Linked DNA regions of Gossypium hirsutum: region 2 is linked to region 1. A link is a contact called in public Hi-C data. All regions are on one chromosome and are shown on one strand. The core of a region is the stretch at or near the end of the contact, and the rest is flanking DNA. Distances in the headings are between cores, read along the strand shown. Region 1 holds the start of LOC107948946 (protein SCO1 homolog 1, mitochondrial). Region 2 holds the start of LOC107931249.

Region 1 (3,409 bases), core at 472-2,971:
TCACATATTCACGTACTTGCTCAACAGTATCTCTTTCAGGATCAACAGAGATAAATACGGGCACAATGTCTATTCCAGCCTTTTCCTCTAAGAAGTGAAAACAAAAGAAGACACCAAATAGAAATTGAAGTTACTACAAATGGATCACTTGAGTTGTTTCTAGCCTGACAAATTCTTGTCTCATATTCTAGTTTCATTATAAATAAAGAATCACATTAGTTTCTTTGATGATATGCAAGTTTTTAAATAACTAAACATACAATTCATAATTTTATTTTCTGGCCAAGTGAAACTATCAGCAACTTACTTATTTTGTCAATAGCAGCAGCTAGCTTTAGCAGCTCATCTGGGCAGATATCTGGACAGTGAGTGAAGCCAAAATAAACCAAAGTCCACTTCCCCTTAAAGTCTTTCTCAGTAACACGTTTACCGTCATGATTTACAAGACTAAATGGACCCCCGATGGCTGCTTTTCCAGCTGATGGTCCTTCTTTCACAGCCTTTGAAGCATTACTAATTTCTGCAGTAGTAAAACTTCAAGTCTTCAACCAATACGAGCAGAAAAAGAAAAAGTGATATGATACTAGTAATTAGTAATTGAAAATTGGAGACATTTCATTCATCGCCTAGCTGAACCATAAGAACTCTTTTCTGCCAAAGTTCAATTCATTTTGACAACACTGCTACTCTTAAATAAAGCCTAAAAAACACATTGTGATGCCCAAACTTGCAAGTTACAACTTTTAAAAGACTATCTTGCATATTGTAGAACCATGGAACTATGACATTAACGATGCCCGAAGTCGCAAGTTATAACTTTTAAAGACTCAACTGTTTATTGTGATGCTCTCTTTCCCAGCAATGCAAAACCTTTTAACATAACTTACAACTCACCATAGAAGTGTACCTTCAATATGTCTTTTCTTTAGATTGTCGTAGTAAAAAATAATACCGATTCCAGTGGCAAGCAGCAAAAGAAAACTCAACCATGAAACAGGCTGCAAATTCCAATCCAATCAAAACAAGATTCGAAACTTTTTAATCCAAAAAAAGGGGAAGTTTCAGAAAGAGAACAAATTAAGAAGCCAAAAAGGGGAATAAAAATTGAAGTACCCCGCCGCGAACAGGCTTGCCTTCACTACCACTGCTCTGCTGCGAACCTCCAGTGTTTTGGGTCTCTTCAGAATTGGTTTTCGATGACGAAGACGATTTCTCTTGATTTTCGGTAGGAGTTGCGGTGGAATTAGATAAAAACCTTCCATAAATTCCCAAGGATTTGAATTCAGCTCCAACAGGAATAACCTGTGAACCACCAAAAAAGAAAGATGAGAGATTGAAAGGATATTCTGGGTAACTTTCAAAAGGAGAAGAAAGAAATGAGGAGGGAAACGAACCGGAGGGAAGGAAGGGAGAGATGGAGCGCAAAGAGAGTGGGGGGTTATGGTTGAAGATGGAATGGAGGATCTGAATTGGCTCAGACTGCGGGCATAAAGACACCGATTAAAGCTTCGTAAACGAGATGCGTTTCTCCAAATAGCAGTAGCCATGGGATCTTTCCAGTCTTCAACTTTTGCGTTTCGATAAACCCTACTGTACTACGAAAGGAACAGGGGTTTTGCAAATAAAGGGAATTAGACATCATTTTAATTAGATCTCAACTCCACATTTCCTGCTGTATTGGGCTACTTTGGGAAGATTTGGAGTAGAATCCAAGCCCCACAGCCTATGTCCATGTGTTTTTTTATGATTTTTTTTCAGAGCTTTAAAAATAATAATGGTTAATCAAATACTACCACAGACCTTGATTTATATTTTTATAAATTGATAGTTCTTATTAGAAGGGTAAATTATATTACTAACTATTTAATTATTTTTAGTTAATTAATTATAAAAAATTACAAAATAAGTATTAGGTTATTTAATTTTATCTTTTTTTTATTAGCTGGTCAACGGTGGCCACTTTAAAAATTAACATAATAATAATTTTAACTATCAATATTTATAAATTATGTAATTTTAATTTTAATTCTTAACTTTGAATGTTATTTTTAAAAAGAAGAAAAGATGAAAATTATTATCATGAATTTTTGAATGTTTTTCATTTTATTTTTTATATTTTCAACACTAATAAATTTTTTTAAAACTTTTTAAGTAAAAAAATCTTAAAGAATAATAAGATTATTAAAAAAATTTAAATTACACAATATGTAAATATTATTTCAAAATCAAGATTAAATTTACACAACATAAAAATTTTAAAGTATAAAGTTATTTTATGAAAATTTCAAAATCTATAATTATTAATAAAAAAAGATAAAATTTAATAATTGAATGATAATTTCGTACATTTTTATAATTAATTGACAAAAAAATACCAGTAGTTGAGAGATATAATTGTGTGGATTGATGAGGCCAATCCAATCAATAGAACGTGAAATCTACTGACATGAAATCAATTTTTTTTAATATTTTTATTTTTATCTTTTTTAATAAAACCAAAAAAACCAACTCAACCAATCAATCCAACCGAATTCTGCAAACATTAATTCAATCCAAACACGAAAATTTTAATTAAAGACCCAGCTACAACCACGCCTCCGAACCCAATTTGCATCATCCCATACAATTGAATCAAGTCGAAACCCGAAACACAATAAAATTGAATTATTTTGTCTGAAAATCTCTTGGAAGTCAATGGTGGTTACCAAAAATGTTTATAGGGAGAGATGATCATTGATGCTCACATCTTTTGCCTATGATGAACAAACATCTTCAACCAGCACTGCAAGAGAGAGTTCATTTGACTTTGAACTTACCTTAAATCACAAGCCACACATTTTAACCTCTTATTTCATCAATTTAACATCTGGAAAAGTATATAAACATCAAGACCGAATGAAACGAGCAAATGCCACTATCCAAAATCACAACGAGTTCCATGTAACATAATACTACCACCAGCTTGTCAATATCACTCATTATAAATGGGATATATATATGTATCATTGCATATTCAAAAAGAAAACTTCTCCTACATTATCCAATTGGAAGAGAATAAACCACCTTTGAAATACATGCAGCAGTACCATAACCAGTGGATTAGAGGTGCCAAATTACGCCCCTCTATTTCAGAAAATGGATTCATATAGCAGTACATAAGCTAGAGATTACCAAAACTACGAGAGGGTCAGAGCAGTTGTACGAATACGATCATTAGTTTTTAGACTGCAAGGAAAACAATATGTGGTTAGAAACAATAAAATATCCACCAAAGGTAAAGTTTTAATATCAAGTTAAATAATTACAGCCAACCTCCATGTTTTTCGAGATTTCTTTCATTTGTTCAGCGAGTTCTTGCCTCTTCTTCTCAGCTGCATGCACCAAAGCCGGCAATTAACATCAGCAAGGT
Region 2 (3,713 bases), core at 1,214-3,713, 310 kb before region 1:
CATTTTTATAACACAAACTAATAAAGCAGCTGCCAGAGGGGTTGTGAAAAACTCACTAACATGTTGCTTTATTTAAAAACACTAACAACTAACAACTTGCTAGCATAAAAAACAATCGACAGCTTTGATTTTCTACCATCAGAATATATAACATCCACGGCATGAAACTTCCTGGCTGCAATTCCGGGAATTAGAATCTTATTTACCAGTGCAATTTGCCCAGAAAAAAAAACTAACAATTAAAATGTTGACAGAAAGTAACATTAATTTCACTCAAAAATCAGTTGCAATTCAACTAATTTGAACAGATTTGCAAATGATATAGCCTATATCTATATAAAAAGAACAAATCAGTTAATACCTTACCACCGTGTTGTTTTAGCTCAGACATATCATCAAAATATCCTTTATTCAATTCATCAGCACTGCCCTAAATCAAATTAAAACAATTATTTATATTAAATTTCATGGAAAAAAGAGAACGTAACAAAATTTCAATAAACAAACAAAGCTTACACTTACAGTCTTGCTCGTTCTTTCTCCATTTTTTCCTTGCTTGCAAGCTGCACACACAAGACAAAAAGTTAAAAAGAACTATAACTTAAAAAATCAAATATTTTAGAGTTAAAAAGGGGGAAATGGAGGAATTGCCGTGTAAATATCGAAGAATCGAATGGATGATTTTGAAGCAAAATGTTGAGGAGGTGAAGGGGAAATCTTTGGGTCATGTCTTAGGAGGTATTGACTAAATGAAATCGAAGCTTGTGCCCTGTTTATCACTCGGTTTACCCTCAACATTTTCGGTTTTCGATTTAGATTTCAATTCCCCCTCTAAGAACCCTCTTGCTCTTTCCAGCAATAGATGGAATTTTACAGATCAAGAAAAAGAAACGGAAGAGAGGAAAAGAAAACTCTATTGAGAGAAAAAAAAGAAAGCAGAAAAAAGATGGCTGAAAATTTGGAAGAGAGGAATATGGAAGGAACAGAGGGAGAAAATGTTTTACCTGGCCCTGCGATGAAGGATTGTCCGTCTGCTTTTTTCAAGTGAGAAAGTGGGAGAAGGGGAGAGGGCAAAGTGGGGAGCGTCTTTGTATTGAGCGTTTCCTTAAACACCGAATCAGTAATCGGTGCTGACGAAACGGAATAGAAATAAGACAATTTCTTTGCATAGGCGCGTAATGGAATAAGCCCGTAATAGGGCATTCCATTGAACCAAACAAGTGTTTAGTGTGGGCCCACGGAATAGGATTATAATGGCATAGCCATTACACTAAACCAAACATGCTGTAGGTTTTCATTTGTTAGACCAAGTATGCAAAGGAGATTTTCAAGAAGTCCAAGATGGAAGATTGTAGAGAGATGAGTACTCCAAGAACAAAAAAACGGAACTAAGAAAAGATGATGAAGCTGAAAAAGTGGAAGAAACATACTTCAGAAGTTTCATTCGGTTTTTAGTGTATTACAGACTTGATATATTGTATGTTGTAAGTGTTTTTGTCTTCATGCATTGTGCTAGTGAGGTGCACCAATGTGCTGTACATCAAACGAGCCATCAACTATGGAGCTAAGTATCAGAAGAGTCAAAGTATGAAGCTAGTTGGGTATTCTCATAGTGATCGGGGTCAGGGTACTGTTTTAGTCTCGGCTCTAGAATTTTCTCATGGTGTTCAAAAAAAGCAGAATATTGTGCCTCAATCTACTACAGAAGCAAAGTTCGTGGCGGCAACAGCAATGGTAAATCAAACATTGCGGCTGAGGAAAAATTTGGGTGATTTACATCTGGAGCAGACCAAAGGTACTAAAGTGTTCGTGGACAACAAGCTGCAATAGCAATCTCTCACAATCCTGTCTTTCAGGGGAATTTCAGGGGAAAACTAAGCACGTCAACACTAAGCTTTTCTTCCTGAGAGAGGAGCAAAAAGATGAACATATAACTCTATTTATTGCAAGAAGGAACAACTGGCTGATATTTTTACCAAACCTTTACTAGTTAGCAAATTTGAGCTTCTCAGACAAAAAATTTGAGCTTGCAGCTCATAAAGTGAGGAGTGTTGGAAAAATGTTTATTTTAAATTGCATGTTTTTTTTTTTAATTGAATAAATTCTTAGCCAATTATTGTTAGTTGTTCTTATTCTTTAGGAATTAGTTGGTTTATTGCTGATTTCCAGTGAATCAGATTTGGTAGCCAAGATTACATTTTTTATTGATTTTTCAGTCATTCCAAGTACTATAAATATAGAGCTTGTGAAAGCAATAAACTGCAGATTTCTTCTATTGATATTTTCCTCTACTCTTCCATTGTTTTTTCATTGTTTCTTTCTTCTAAAAACTATCAGAATAGAAAGTTCCATTGCATTAGTGGCAACTATAGCATAGCTTTTTGCAAACACTTTTCTAGAAACTTACCTAGACAAAAAATTGATTGGCAAAAAAAGTACGTTTGGAATAAGAGAAAATTGGCAGTTGTGAGGAAAAAAAAAAAGAAGCATTAAGAATTGGACAATTCTATATTATCACTTGGAAAACCAAGAAGGAACAGTCACTGGATTTGTGGAAGCTCACAATTTAAATACTACATTTTGAGTCAAAAAAGCTAGCTGCTGCTTCATTCGATCACAATTTACTCTGCTCATCAACTTCCTTTCATCTCTTACTTGTCCTCCACCAGTTATATTTCATCAATGGCTCGTTGCTAAAGCAGTCACCAGTAAACCAAGAACCAGAAATGGTTGTGCACTTGCCTGAAACACAACAACAAACTTAGATGATAAATATGAAACAAGAGATGAGATAATTAAATTGCAACTCCTTTATCATGTTAACTCATTTAAGGTAACGTATTCTTGATACTGACACTATAAGATGGTAGAATTATTGAGACATAAAGATTAGTGTGTGTGAGAGACGGTAAGAATGACAAATACTGATGAGAGGAAGTTGGTTTGTGTTTCTCCTTACCTACAGTCGTAACTATGGTAGAAATCCTTATTCCTTAATCTGTTCTAGTCAGTGAGCAACGTAGTTGAGTAAAATTTACCTGATACTTTACATCATACTTGACAGGATCCTTTAGAAAGTACTGGAACTGCAGTGGATAGATATTGGGTATTTATGAGCATTAATCTCTATGAAGGTAAGAAAGGGACTGTAGTTTCTACAATGTACCGAGAAATAGTTCTACCTGAAATACAACTTGTGGAAATATTAAAGCAACTAGGGCGAGTGCATAATACGGCTTACCAGCCCCTAGAAGATAACCTGCAATCACCACATGTGTAGTGAGCTGTTAATAAAGAAAGATGCATTGAATTTCAAAGTCTTTCAGTTACTCATATAAATTCCAGGTACATACCAGCTATAGATAATTGAGTTATGTCAATAGCACCAACACAAATCCATTTAGCTGTTTCAGCACCAAAGGCTACAGGAAGTGACTGCTCAACCATAACAAGCATACAAATATTAACTCCGTTCTTCAAAGTATCAAAGAAAGCAAGGGGTCTGCAGAACTCATCAGTGTCCCAAATATTTACTTAATAATAATAATGATAATAAAAGAATACCTGCAATCCTAGAGCTTTGTCTCCTTCTATACTTTTAAAGTCATTAACAATGGCGATACCCAACTGCAAAGTGATACAGCAAAAACAGATTGTCATAGGTCAAATCCCAGACCTCAAACAACAACAAGAACGAGACAATATAAAAAATT

Evidence for each region. A called contact is a pair of places that touch in the nucleus more often than the background predicts.
Region 2: a Hi-C map of leaf shows a contact between it and region 1, with 3 times the contacts expected there. The contact joins the promoter of LOC107931249 here to the promoter of LOC107948946 in region 1. A contact is called at or near these places in 9 of 34 Hi-C or Micro-C datasets (callus, hypocotyl, leaf and 1 more).

What each region holds. Positions count from the first base shown.
Region 1 is chrA04:77,596,096-77,599,504 of Gossypium_hirsutum_v2.1, reverse strand. It overlaps LOC107948946 (protein SCO1 homolog 1, mitochondrial), which reads right to left and starts at 1,721. Exons shown (of 7, transcript XM_016883621.2): 1 at 1,395-1,721; 2 at 1,114-1,302; 3 at 908-998; 4 at 308-520; 5 at 1-87. The coding sequence starts at 1,547. It overlaps LOC121203000, which reads right to left. Exons shown (of 6, transcript XM_041111412.1): 4 at 3,313-3,371; 5 at 3,172-3,225; 6 at 2,547-2,782. The coding sequence ends at 3,214.
Region 2 is chrA04:77,908,672-77,912,384 of Gossypium_hirsutum_v2.1, reverse strand. LOC107931249 reads right to left here and starts at 2,463. Exons shown (of 5, transcript XM_016863093.2): 1 at 1,005-2,463; 2 at 517-563; 3 at 367-430. The coding sequence starts at 1,203. It overlaps LOC107931248 (chlorophyll synthase, chloroplastic), which reads right to left. Exons shown (of 15, transcript XM_016863082.2): 11 at 3,565-3,627; 12 at 3,354-3,435; 13 at 3,183-3,259; 14 at 3,039-3,086; 15 at 2,490-2,742. The coding sequence ends at 2,680.